Regions from separate parts of the Gasterosteus aculeatus genome. Here region 2 is linked to region 1. Evidence: chromatin contacts called from public Hi-C data. All regions are on one chromosome and are shown on one strand. The core of a region is the stretch at or near the end of the contact, and the rest is flanking DNA. Distances in the headings are between cores, read along the strand shown.

The links. A called contact is a pair of places that touch in the nucleus more often than the background predicts.
Region 2: a contact with region 1 is called in a Hi-C map of skeletal muscle, with 4 times the contacts expected there. The contact joins the enhancer-like site here to the promoter of LOC144388346 in region 1. A contact is called at or near these places in 2 of 6 Hi-C or Micro-C datasets (both in skeletal muscle).

What each region holds. Positions count from the first base shown.
Region 1 is chr1:9,377,543-9,383,243 of fGasAcu3.hap1.1, reverse strand. It overlaps LOC144388346, which reads right to left and starts at 2,765. Exons shown (of 15, transcript XM_078089076.1): 1 at 2,437-2,765; 2 at 2,021-2,239; 3 at 1,790-1,896; 4 at 1,286-1,439; 5 at 831-930; 6 at 505-677; 7 at 23-259. The coding sequence starts at 2,671.
Region 2 is chr1:9,416,685-9,422,385 of fGasAcu3.hap1.1, reverse strand. scn3b (sodium channel, voltage-gated, type III, beta) reads right to left here. Exons shown (of 6, transcript XM_040185964.2): 4 at 5,171-5,309; 5 at 3,551-3,634; 6 at 2,078-3,038. The coding sequence ends at 3,571. Among protein-coding and RNA genes, the nearest start is that of scn3b, 7.6 kb to the right of the region's middle. Within about 2 kb of position 2,290, at least 1 of the 9 cell types and tissues checked has open chromatin away from gene starts, as enhancers often do.

The DNA.
Region 1 (5,701 bases), core at 1,516-4,015:
TGCCAAATAAATTTGCTCCAACCTGGAGGGCAATGCAGACAGTTGGAGGGATAACGGTTTCTGGTGCTGTTGCTGTAATGCCCGATGGGACAGGGCAGTGGTGCTGAGGAACCCCGGGGACAGTAATGGCCTTCGGGACATCTATCACCTGTCGTCCCTCCGTCATCTGGTGTGGGTGACCGGGCCCCAGAGAAGCAGTAGTACCCTGCGTCACACTGGCCTGATGCAACACTCATCCCAGGGGTAAAGCAGAAGTAGCCTGGAAAGGGGGGAAAAAGGGGTGATGGAAAATTGTAAAACAGGCGCTTTATATTTTATTGATCACACACTCCAAAACAAAGAGTGATCTTCTCCTGAATTTTTTTTAACAGCGTTTTTCTTTAAAGTATGCTAATTTGTTAATGGTGATGGTATTCAATTACCATCTACCGACAAGGTCATCCTAAACTCTGAGTCAACTACCTCAAGGAAACTCATGATCGTTAGCAGTAAATGGCGTGTGACCTGCAGGGCAGGGCAGGCAGTCCTGGGGCTCGGCCATCCCAGCGTGGGGGTTGATGGATCCTGGTGGACATGGGTACTGGTGTTTGGACCAGGTCCCGGGCGGGCAGTAATGACCTACTGGACACTCATAAGTCCTCGACAGGGAGCCGTTAAGTCTGCCAGGACAATAAAAACTATCCAGACAAAACAAAAATGGAATAACTTAGTTACTGGCTGCTGATTAATAATTTATGCATGTAGACTTCAAAAACACTATATGTAGGTACAGCTCTTTCCCTGTGGTTGTCTGTGCACAATGACTGCGTGTAGTTGATAAGCTAGTTTACCCCTGAGGACAGGCACTGCAGCTGGCTCCACCATCTTCCGTACCGATGGTTCCCAAGGGACAGTGGCGAGGAGCCGCAGAGCCCTCAGGACAGAAATAACCTGGTTGTGTGAAGGGCAAAAGCCATGAAAGATAAGCACACTTACAGGTATACAAACAAAGACCAGCTTGATTCACCAGGGACAGGGTTTGGTTTCCAGTGTAAACATAACAGCTTCTTAGGTTTAAACTTATAAACCTAAAATTCAGGTTTGTTTACCAGTTAGATTATCTGGCTCTGGGATCATGCAAATATTCAACATAACTGTGGGCTTTACAATTCACACTTTCTTTTGCATTCAATACATTGTCATTCTAATGACTCTTTTTATTAATTTTCTTCACAGTTTTCACTCATTTACAATTTTTTCATTCAAGAAAGAAGAAGGAAGCACCAGTTTAGAGGGTTCTGATCACCTTTTGGGCATGGCCCTCCGTGCTTATGACCCAAAGGAGGGTCAGGGCGATCTGCACCTCCCACACAGTAGAAACCTTCCCAGCATTTTCCTGTAAGCCCCGAGAGCCCCACAGCATCGCAATAGTAACCGGGAAGACATGGCTGGCAATCCTCCTGAGAGAGGAAATGAGAAAGACACAGAGAAAGAGAGAGGGAGTTATTGCAATATTTAGCCAGTAATTCCATTTAAATTCCAGTTTTAAAATTGATTCCCAGTCTTCAAATTGAAAGTACATATATCATGTATGTATTCATATTCACATAATTACAATGTGCAATGATTATAAATGCGATTATCATGTTTTATGAATTACGAGTTTTGAATTAGATAGGGAATATATTAATATTTTTTGTTGAGCATTTGATTCATCCTGCAAATGTTCACAATTCAATGCATCATTGTATCTTATTCTAACTGAAGAAAATTACACTAATTTAGAAGGATACATGAGAGTGAAAGTGACCTGGAAGACCAACTTGGTGAGGTTAGTGAAAGTTCCCCGTGGACAGGGCAGAGGATGGACGGTGGCCTGGGGGCAGTAATGACCGGCAGGACATGTTCCTCCCTTTTCTGGTGAGAGACACAGGGAACAAATCTGTCGTTTATCTGATGGAGAACCACTGTGGTATTCCCATATTACACTGTACTTTATTTTCTGAATGTGTGACCGTGTCTGCAAAATACGTTTGTTTACCTGCAGCCTGGGACTGAGGTTGGGGAGAAGTGTTTCCATGTGAGCAGTAATATCCTTCATGACATGGTCCAGTGACAGCGGTGCCATTTCTGGAAGAGCAGTAATGGCCGCCGTCACACTGCCTGCACTGAGAAACAGACCAGTAGCCAGGATCAGGGCCGTAAGTTCCCTCTGGACAGCCTCTCAAGTCAAATCCAGTCCTTTCGGGACAATAAAAGCCTGCAGGCCACAGCACAGACACAAGGATATGAATGGGCATAAAGGGTTCGGGGCTTACAGCAAATGTATTAAAATATTTTGCTGGATCAGCTTTTTCACTCATCAAGTATTTTGTTTGATAATCAACAACTTCATTTTAATAGCATACAACTTATGTTTAAGGGTTTGAAAAGGCATACAAACAGAAAGCTACACACCTGTAGGACACAAAGAAAGCGAGCCGGACACACAGTACCAGCCTGGCACACAGGGCTCACACTGCGTAGCATGTGTGACAGCAGCATATGTCCCTAGATCACAGGGCACAGGTAGAACAGTGCCCTCTGGGCAGTAGTATCCCTCAGGACACGGTCCGCCCGTAACTCCATCAGTAGGGGCGGATGTAACGGCTCGCTCTACGCAGTAATACCTGCGTAACACACATAAGAGCATGGAAACTCTGTGACATGGATGAAAAAAAATGAAGGAATACAAGGAAGTTCCAAACAACAACGTGGGCGCAAGAACATCAATTTCTGAGCAAGGTGTACCCCCCGATGCAGGGTCCACTAGGTTTGGTGAGGCCGACAGAGTTGCAGTAAAATCCCCCTAAACAGGGTGCGCAGTCCTCCTGCTTACGCAGACCTGAGGCGTTGGACCAGCTTCCTTGAGGGCAGGCCATTGGTGCTGTGGTGCCTGTGAAGATGACGTGAAGTTCAACTCTCATTTTCAATTCCGTTGAACAGATGACTATGCAGAAAAAGAGACTATTAAAAGATGCCAACAGCAATGCAGTTATTGGGTTATATAATAAGGTTTACACACTTGAAGAATTCAAGTGTAACTAGATAAGTGAGGTACTCAGGCATCCGATTGCTGCATGCAGAAAAAAAGCAGAGTTCACGTTTCAGCAATGTCTTTAAAGCAGAGGTCAGTGCCCCCAAGTCAGAACGAGCAAGTGCACAAATTCATTTTAAGAAAACTTACAAAATAACAAGACTAATGTTGTCAGCACATCCCCTGGGCTACCAAATGGTGATTTGCATGAATAACACATTGTAGCCCTTGGATAAAATGGGGTAGAATGTTAATAGCTTCACACGGTATAAATTTGGTTGCATTAGCCTGCAAAAAAAGCTGCATCAGCGCTGGATTTCTAAAACTATTGTTTTGAAATTGGGGACCGCCTGTACCGTGTCACATTTCAGGCATCAACAGTACACAGTACTGACAGAGCGGCTGGCTGATTGGTTGATAAAGGACGGCAAGCCAGTAACCTGTGGGGCAGTATTGACCAGGTGGACACAAGGAACCTGAGACTCCATCCAGAGGACTGGGAGAGGATGCCCCCCCTCTGCACCAATGACCAGCATTACAAGATCCTATATGAGGAAGAACATCAAAACACATCATTTTAAAGTCACAGCTCAAATACAGTACATCCAAAGATGTCTGCAATAAAGTTTGGATAGTTTCTATTTAGGAAAACCGTTAATAATTACTGAAGATAGACACAGGGTAAGCTCATACTGGACATTACATTAACACCTCAATGAACCATAGCAGAACATAATGTATAACATGAAAAGACAGGCTTATAGGAAATACACGTCTCAATGAACATCCATTTGCTGATCAGACATGGTCATTAAAATGTTTTTTTTTTCCATCGTCACATAAATAGCGGTACCTACTATTTAATGGATGAACGAGACAGTAACAAGAGAAGACAACTCCCTCTCTCTCTCTCTCTCACCTGCCGGCTCTGAAAGTCCTACAAAAGGACAGTACTGTCCAGCAGCACATGGCGTGCAGCCTGCAACACTGTGCGTGCGCTCTCTGGGGTTGAAGGAGCCTATGGGGCAGGGGTTGGGCAGGGCTGTACCTGCAGGGCAGTAGTGTCCTTCAGGGCAAGGCCTCAGAATAGAAACATTGGACCGTCTCAAATCGCAGTAGTAACCTTGAAAAAGAAGAAATACATGTTTTTTAAAATTATCAACGCTATGGGGAAAACTTGATAATGGAATATCAAATAAAATTTAAAAATACTCTTACAGAAAACTATGTAGTAAAGTGCTATTTAATAAGTGGAACAGATGCATTGGAACAAGCCATCAACTTCAATAAATTAAACTCTGCTGGAGTGCTTTAGGGGGGAGTTTCATAACAGCCTGTTCAGCATAAAATGACACAAGGTCAACCTGTATTTTTTGTTTTAAATAAAGTAAAACTGTGCTTGTGCTAAGAAAAAAAGAGAGAATAAAGCTACCCTACCTGCTTCACAGACAGCACAGGCTGACTGTTGTTCTCTGTCCTGGTAGGTTCCTGATGGGCACGGAACGGGAGCTGCACTTCCCTGTGAGCAGAAGTGGCTTGGAGGACACGGCAGAGCTGTAGGCACAGTCTGACCTGGTGGGCACCAAAACCCTACCGAGGTGACAAGAGACACAGTACAGACAAGGGTGCAAAAATGTAAAGGAGCTTGGAGAGGTGTTAAGCAATGCATCAAACACGCCGATGTTTATTCAAGTAGCTACGGCCCAAAACGTTAAACGCATGGATTCACCTTGGCTGCAGGGTCCAGTCGGAGCTCTGAGACCTGCTCCTTTGCAGTAGAAACCAGCAGTGCATTTCTGACAGCCAGCCTCACTGTTTAGACCTGGCACTGAGGAAAAAGTACCACTTGGACACAAATCCGGCTCTCCTGAGCCCTCAACTGAAAAGGGAAATGGTTAATATAGTCTTTCATTCATTTCATTCTAAAAGTTTTTAAGACGATGCACTGAGTAAAAAGTGTGCAGATACCCTACAAGTGTATCAACAGGCTGAAAAAACAGGCACAGGATGACTCACACCCATGAGTAATTTAAGGTGTCAAGTACACCTGAGTCATACAGCGACTTCAGTCTCTAGTCCACCTAATTTGCATGTCTTTGGACTGCAATGTTAAAGACAGAGGCCCTTTTGCTGTAAAAATAACTCCAATTCCAAGGAACGTTTTTTTCCCTAAAGTCCCTACAGTATGTAGCAATATAAACATTCTTACGAATAGACTTTTTGCTCTTTATTTCTGAGGGGCGGACTTAATGTGTGGTGGCGATATGATGGCAGGTATCTGAAGATCAAAGGCACAGTTCATTTTGACAATTACTTCACTTTTCTTGTTTAGTATGCTTTAAGTTTGTTGGTAGGTTAGTATTAAAACCGTTCCAATGCTGTAAAGCAGGGCTTACCGCAGTACGCCCCAGGTGGACAGATGCTGCCCGTTTCTCCATCTGTTGGCTTCGCCTCGGTGGCTCCTCCCACACAGTAATACCCAGAGAAGCAGGGACCCATCGGCCGAGCCAAACCTTTTGAGCATCATAAGTCACATAGGTAATATATATATATATATATATATATATATATATATTTTTATACAGAGAAATGATACACACTATAAACCTCAAGGCTGACATCCTGCAATTTTGGTTTGTATATCAT
Region 2 (5,701 bases), core at 1,041-3,540, 40 kb before region 1:
TTTCTCATCATTTGTTTTTAAAGGTTGAGTAATTACTGATTCATTATCAACCGGCCTGATTAGAGGAAAGTGGTCTGTCATTACGTCTCTTCGGACCCCATGAATCCCAGTTTAATGTATGTCTATGAAAGAGAGATGGTTAGGAATTCAAAAACTGTTGTACTGACCATATTTATATGTAAAAATATCGAACTATGAATTGTTTGTGGGGATTCAGAATTACAAGGCGTCTCAGTAAAAGCTTTCTTTGCAAGGACTCCATGGAGTCCATTTCTGTCCCGCTATTGGAAATGTGTGCACTAGTCTTCAGTGAAAGAAAGAAATGGAAATTGGCGGCCTGATAAATTCCTGTTGCAACACCTTCTTGGCTCCAAATTGGTCCGATACCATGCTCTGAATATAACTTCACAAGAGTGGAGCCACACAGAGGGTTAACCCCTAAGGGGGAGAGGTGGAAAATGGGAGGTTTGACAGTTGTTAAAATTAGACGTAATGTTTCCTTTGTATTTGTATGATTTATATGTGTTCCCATCAATCATGACTTGTTCATGTTTAAACCGAACTTAACCCTAGCAAAGGGGCTATCGATCCACTACAATTGATGGCCTGAGTTTCTGAATGACTGCAGATGTCTGGGAGCATACAGCATGTTGAATGATCACCGGCAGTCAAGCATCTCACCAATAAAAAATAAAATCTCAAAAAATCCTGAGCAACTTCCAAAGAGCGAATCCCTTTCTTCATCATTTCTTCATGTTTAGTGCATGTGTGTGTGTGTGTGTGTGTGTGTGTGTGTGTGTGAAGGAGATTCAAGAATTTTCTTTGATTTCATGTAGACGTTGAGTGACATAATGTGCTTTACACTAGGGGGAGACAAAGACCCTCCATTGATGGATACGCATTGTGACTTGCAGATTACATGAATTATGATTCAAGGTAATATTTAACGATGGAAGGTTGAAAAGAAAAGCTGCAACTCTTTTCAGGCAAAAACATATGTCTACGCATTAAATACATAGCGCCTTGCATGTATTGTACAATGTGTTTGCCGACTGCTTTGCTATGTGAATGGGATATAAACGCCCCTGTTACCTTAACATTTACTAACATCTTTTACCATTTGGGTCAATTTGATCCAAATTGATCTCAGAAATGTACACCTCCAGAAAATGATCATTATTCAAATTGTTCCCCAAGTTCATGTGTTAGGAGCTTTGTGCTTGTTTGTTGACAATCTAATCACATGCTATGTCAGTGCTGACATAGCATGTGATTAGATTCCATTCCATTATTGAGCAAAATAATTACTACCGATTGTATTTATTGTTAAGGCTAATTCACACTTTTGGTTTGATATGATACTAGAGTACAGAGGGCAGTTGGGGCGCATATTGATAGAATGTAGGCCATTTTATTGGGTTATATCCTTGGGGAGGTACACTTTTATTATGCATCGCAAAGCCGTAATTCTGTTCATACTGTTGCAGAGTTTATGGAATGTGTTGCAGAATCTGTGGCCACTTGATTGATGGATAACGGTTTCACTTTTTACATGAACAATTTGCTATTCAGACAATTTATCTGGCCTTGGTAGGTATTTCTTCTGTCTATTAAGCCTCTATTAGTGAAGCACGCTGGGGGACTGGTGTCTTCTGTATATATTTTATGCATGGTAAGTAATAAACCAACTCACATAGTAATTTCTTTCTCAGGCAATCTACCTCACTATAGGCATGCCTGGGTTGCTATAACAACAGCTGCTGCTATATCCGTCTCTGCTGTGGGTCACGGCTAGTTAAAAGTGCAATGTACATCACCTCCCTTTGACAGTTCCCCTTTATCTTTGTTCCTGCTTTTCTGCACCAGCTCTGCTTCCGCCAAATAACCCTATGCTTTGTTTCAGCTTTATTAGACAGACATTAAAAAGTAAATGAAAATTGAAATGCTTATTCGTTAGCTGTTTTTCTGCACTAATGGGAGCTGGAAACAACAGCTCCTTATTGTGTTGTTTTTTAGCCCATGTCTTACATTTCATTAGCACTAGAGCCAAAGATAATAAGAAGAACATAAGACAGATGGTGCTGAAAGTAGATATTGTATTTTCCTCTCACCATTCAAGTGGACTCAATTGCTGCGTAATTCCAATAACATCTGCACTTACAATTAAACATTAGTAAGAACTTTTCAGTAAACAGTGCTTCAACACAAAAGCATTGCATTTAATAGTTCAATAGGAGCTCACGCACACATTTTTTGGATGAAATAATATGCACATTTCTATACAGCTGCACGCACATTTCATCTCAATAGCAATGCTGTTATAGAACACCAGCCACAGTTTAAGTAAGACTTAACCTCGATTTAATTTGACGTCAGTACTGAACACATGTAACATTTTTATACCTAACGACCTCTAGAGGAATTTAGATTGACTCACATAGATTCACCAAATACAATACAAATATCTCTATTGTTCCATTACATTGCGGTTTCACCGATGCACACAGTACAACAGAGACAATTGCACATTCATACAGTATAAACGCTCCATCCACTGTCATAAAAAGACGTTGGCGAATAAACGAACGAATAAAATCCAGGCACGGCCTATAAATTGTAATGATACAAAATTAACTTAACGAGAACTGCAGAGTCTGTACACAAGTTGTATATAACAGCCAAGAGGACAGTTTCTTTCATTGGATCATTTCTCTTGTTTTGAGGTTATAAGTCCCAGTGGCACCACTAACTACTGAGAACAAAGTCGACGGCAAAGCACAGACGGCATTTATCTGATAATATTGTGCAGGGCACTGATATTTGTGTTCTTTAACCTGCTGCATTTGACAAAACAATTCATGTAAGATGCCTGGTATGAAAGTTAAAGAAATAAGAGTACATTAGGAGAAAAAGCAGCACTTTTTGGGCCAGATTCCCATGGCTGTTTGGGAGTGATGAAACCTTCCAAGTGGCTCTGTCCAGCTGGTGGACTCTTTGCCTTCTGCTGTCGTCCAAGTTCCATCGTGATTGGTTAATATCTAAAGAGAGCAGAGAAGTACATCATACTCAACAATTAAATGATTTATGCGTAAAAACAAACAATGGTAAATTGCACACTGCGAAATGAAACAATATGCAAAGTCAACATCAACAGGAAATTAACATAAACAACTGTGTCCTTTAGGGTTATTATAACTCTGGAACCCTACTTCATATGCATGCTAATGCTGTACAATTCAGATTGCTAACATGTATTAACTTTATATGCACTGAGGAGTGTTTTTTATTGCATGTACTTGTCATGATTTATATTGAACTATGTACACTGAATGGAGAGAGAACAAATAGTGAGGTAGTGATCAGGAGACATTTCCATAAATGGCAAAGGGAACAATCAAGAGGACACACACAGAGGGTGCTGATGCAACAGGACTTGCAAAGTTTCACATGAGTTATGAATCTAAAAGAGAAGGAAACTGTGAATTGAGAGAGAAAGAGAGGGATGATTTCACTGATCGGGATCAGATTGAGAGATTCACATGTAAAATACCGTGTCACTGACAACAGCTTTTATTCGGTAACAGGAGCGGCTGGGTTGTCCTTCTGCTCAGAAGGGATGGCTAGGTAGTTTGTCCTGCAGGCGGATCGGTATAAAAACAGAAACAGCTTTCTAAGACCTGGTGGTGGGACACTTTCCATCCCCAAATACTTCAAAATAGTGCAGATTAATGTTTGAACAGTGGTTTAACGGCTCACTGTTTCCTTGTGGGACTGTGGACATTCTTTGGGGGGCTTGTTATCATCAGAAAGAAACAAAAACCTCATATAGTAACATGAATTATGTTCCCATTTCAATAGAGAAAGTCAAATCCATTATAGTTAAAACGATTTTCTACCTCTGTCAGTTTATTTAAAACGGAGCCTTAATCCCGCAAGTCTTTCCCAGGTTGCGTTTTATCTTTCCTTTCAGTAACATTGCAAAATGTAACCTCAGAATGTTTCGGTAGCCCACATAACCTTTAAGCCTGAGTAGCTGAGAAGCCCACAAGACGGCCTTTTCGAGTGGGTGGTGTTTCTCACCGTGAGACGAGCGTGTCATACTGGTCAATAACAGCCACTCCTTAACTTTTGCCTTTATTTTCAAATGACCTTTTATTTAGCAATTTATGTATGTAACTAATTGATTTCATGCGGCTTTCATTTCTGATTCATTGATGGCTCATTTTATTTTGTCTATTAATTGTCTGAAAATACTGAAACTGATCACAATGTCTTAGAGCCCTGCCAAATCTTAAATATAGAAAGTATTCACATACATATACATATTAAAAACGTATGGTCATATTTTCGCATTGTATTTTGTCAATTTGTGTAATGCCTAATTTTAAAAGTCTGCATCAAACAGTGTTTCTGGGTAACTAATGCTCTTCCCAGAATTAACGATAAGATATTACAGCACAGAAAAAATATTTTTTTACAATGTTTTCCTCTTAGGTTGTGTTGTGTCCAACCCCTGTTAATCTGTAAAAATAGATTTGGAATCAGGATTAATCACCCTCAAAACTACATTAACTGGATAAGCACATGTGCTCTGTGATTTTTCTGATTGGGACATAAATTGCCTGTTCAAATTTGTCAACCTGGATTGACTGGCCTCGTCAACGCCATGGCAACCCGGTGACTATACAGCCGCACTTGAGTCTTTTGTCAGTGCTGACAAGCTGCAACTGAAAATGATTCTGATAGAGCTGCAAATCCAACGCTGATGTAAAAAGGCTGTTTGGAAAAAAACAGCAGTCAGCAGTGCTTAGAATTATTCAGGCCTGTCAGGTAGTCCAAGTGAAAAGACAGATTATCGCAGCGGGTTAATACAAACTGATGCAGTGTTGACTCAATTAACTTTTTGTCTGTTTGTCTGTCGGGTTCTTCCCCTGGACGTTTTTTGTCACTGTTTGCCTCCATAATTTCTCGTTCAGACCTGTTTCTAAATGATTATTAATATGTAAGGACCAGACCCACACACATCGTCTTGGTGACCCATCCCACGCACCCAGTTGCGCTGCAGTTGCACTTTAAATTATTTTTTTTTCCAATGATCTGCTCTCTTTTGCGCCGAAGCTCTCGCTTGTCTCTGCTTACATCTACACTATTGTGTCTGTGGGAGACTCACGCTGTGTCCAGTGCCTGCTCATCTGACTTGGAAATCTTCCTGTAGCAGTAGACCATCTCTACCAGCAGCCAGAAGGTCAAGCAGACGAGCAGCACATACATCATGATCTCAGAGTAGAGCGCCGCGGCATCTCCAGTGGCTGTGGAGCACACACACAATAGCAGGGAACATGTATTATCCGGTGTGCAGCCACCTATGAACGTCTCTGCGTGGGAGAGACTTTCTATGTACATGATATTTAAGTAATTGTTAAGCTTGTTCATGTACGTGCAACATTGCTCACCTACAACTCTCAGTCAGTAAAGAGAAGGCAATAGTTCTATGGTAAAAGTTGTGTCCAACTCAATGGGTGCACTATTATTACAATGCAGCAGTGGGGATCCTGTTTGAGACTTTTAAAAATGATGCACAAACTATGTTGCATACAGACGATTATGGCAGTGCCTGTGGTAGAATGATAACAGAAGGAGTTAAAGGTGGCTTGTGGAGTTTTCTTATCGGTAAACAAAAACTATGTTAGAATTTTTTTTT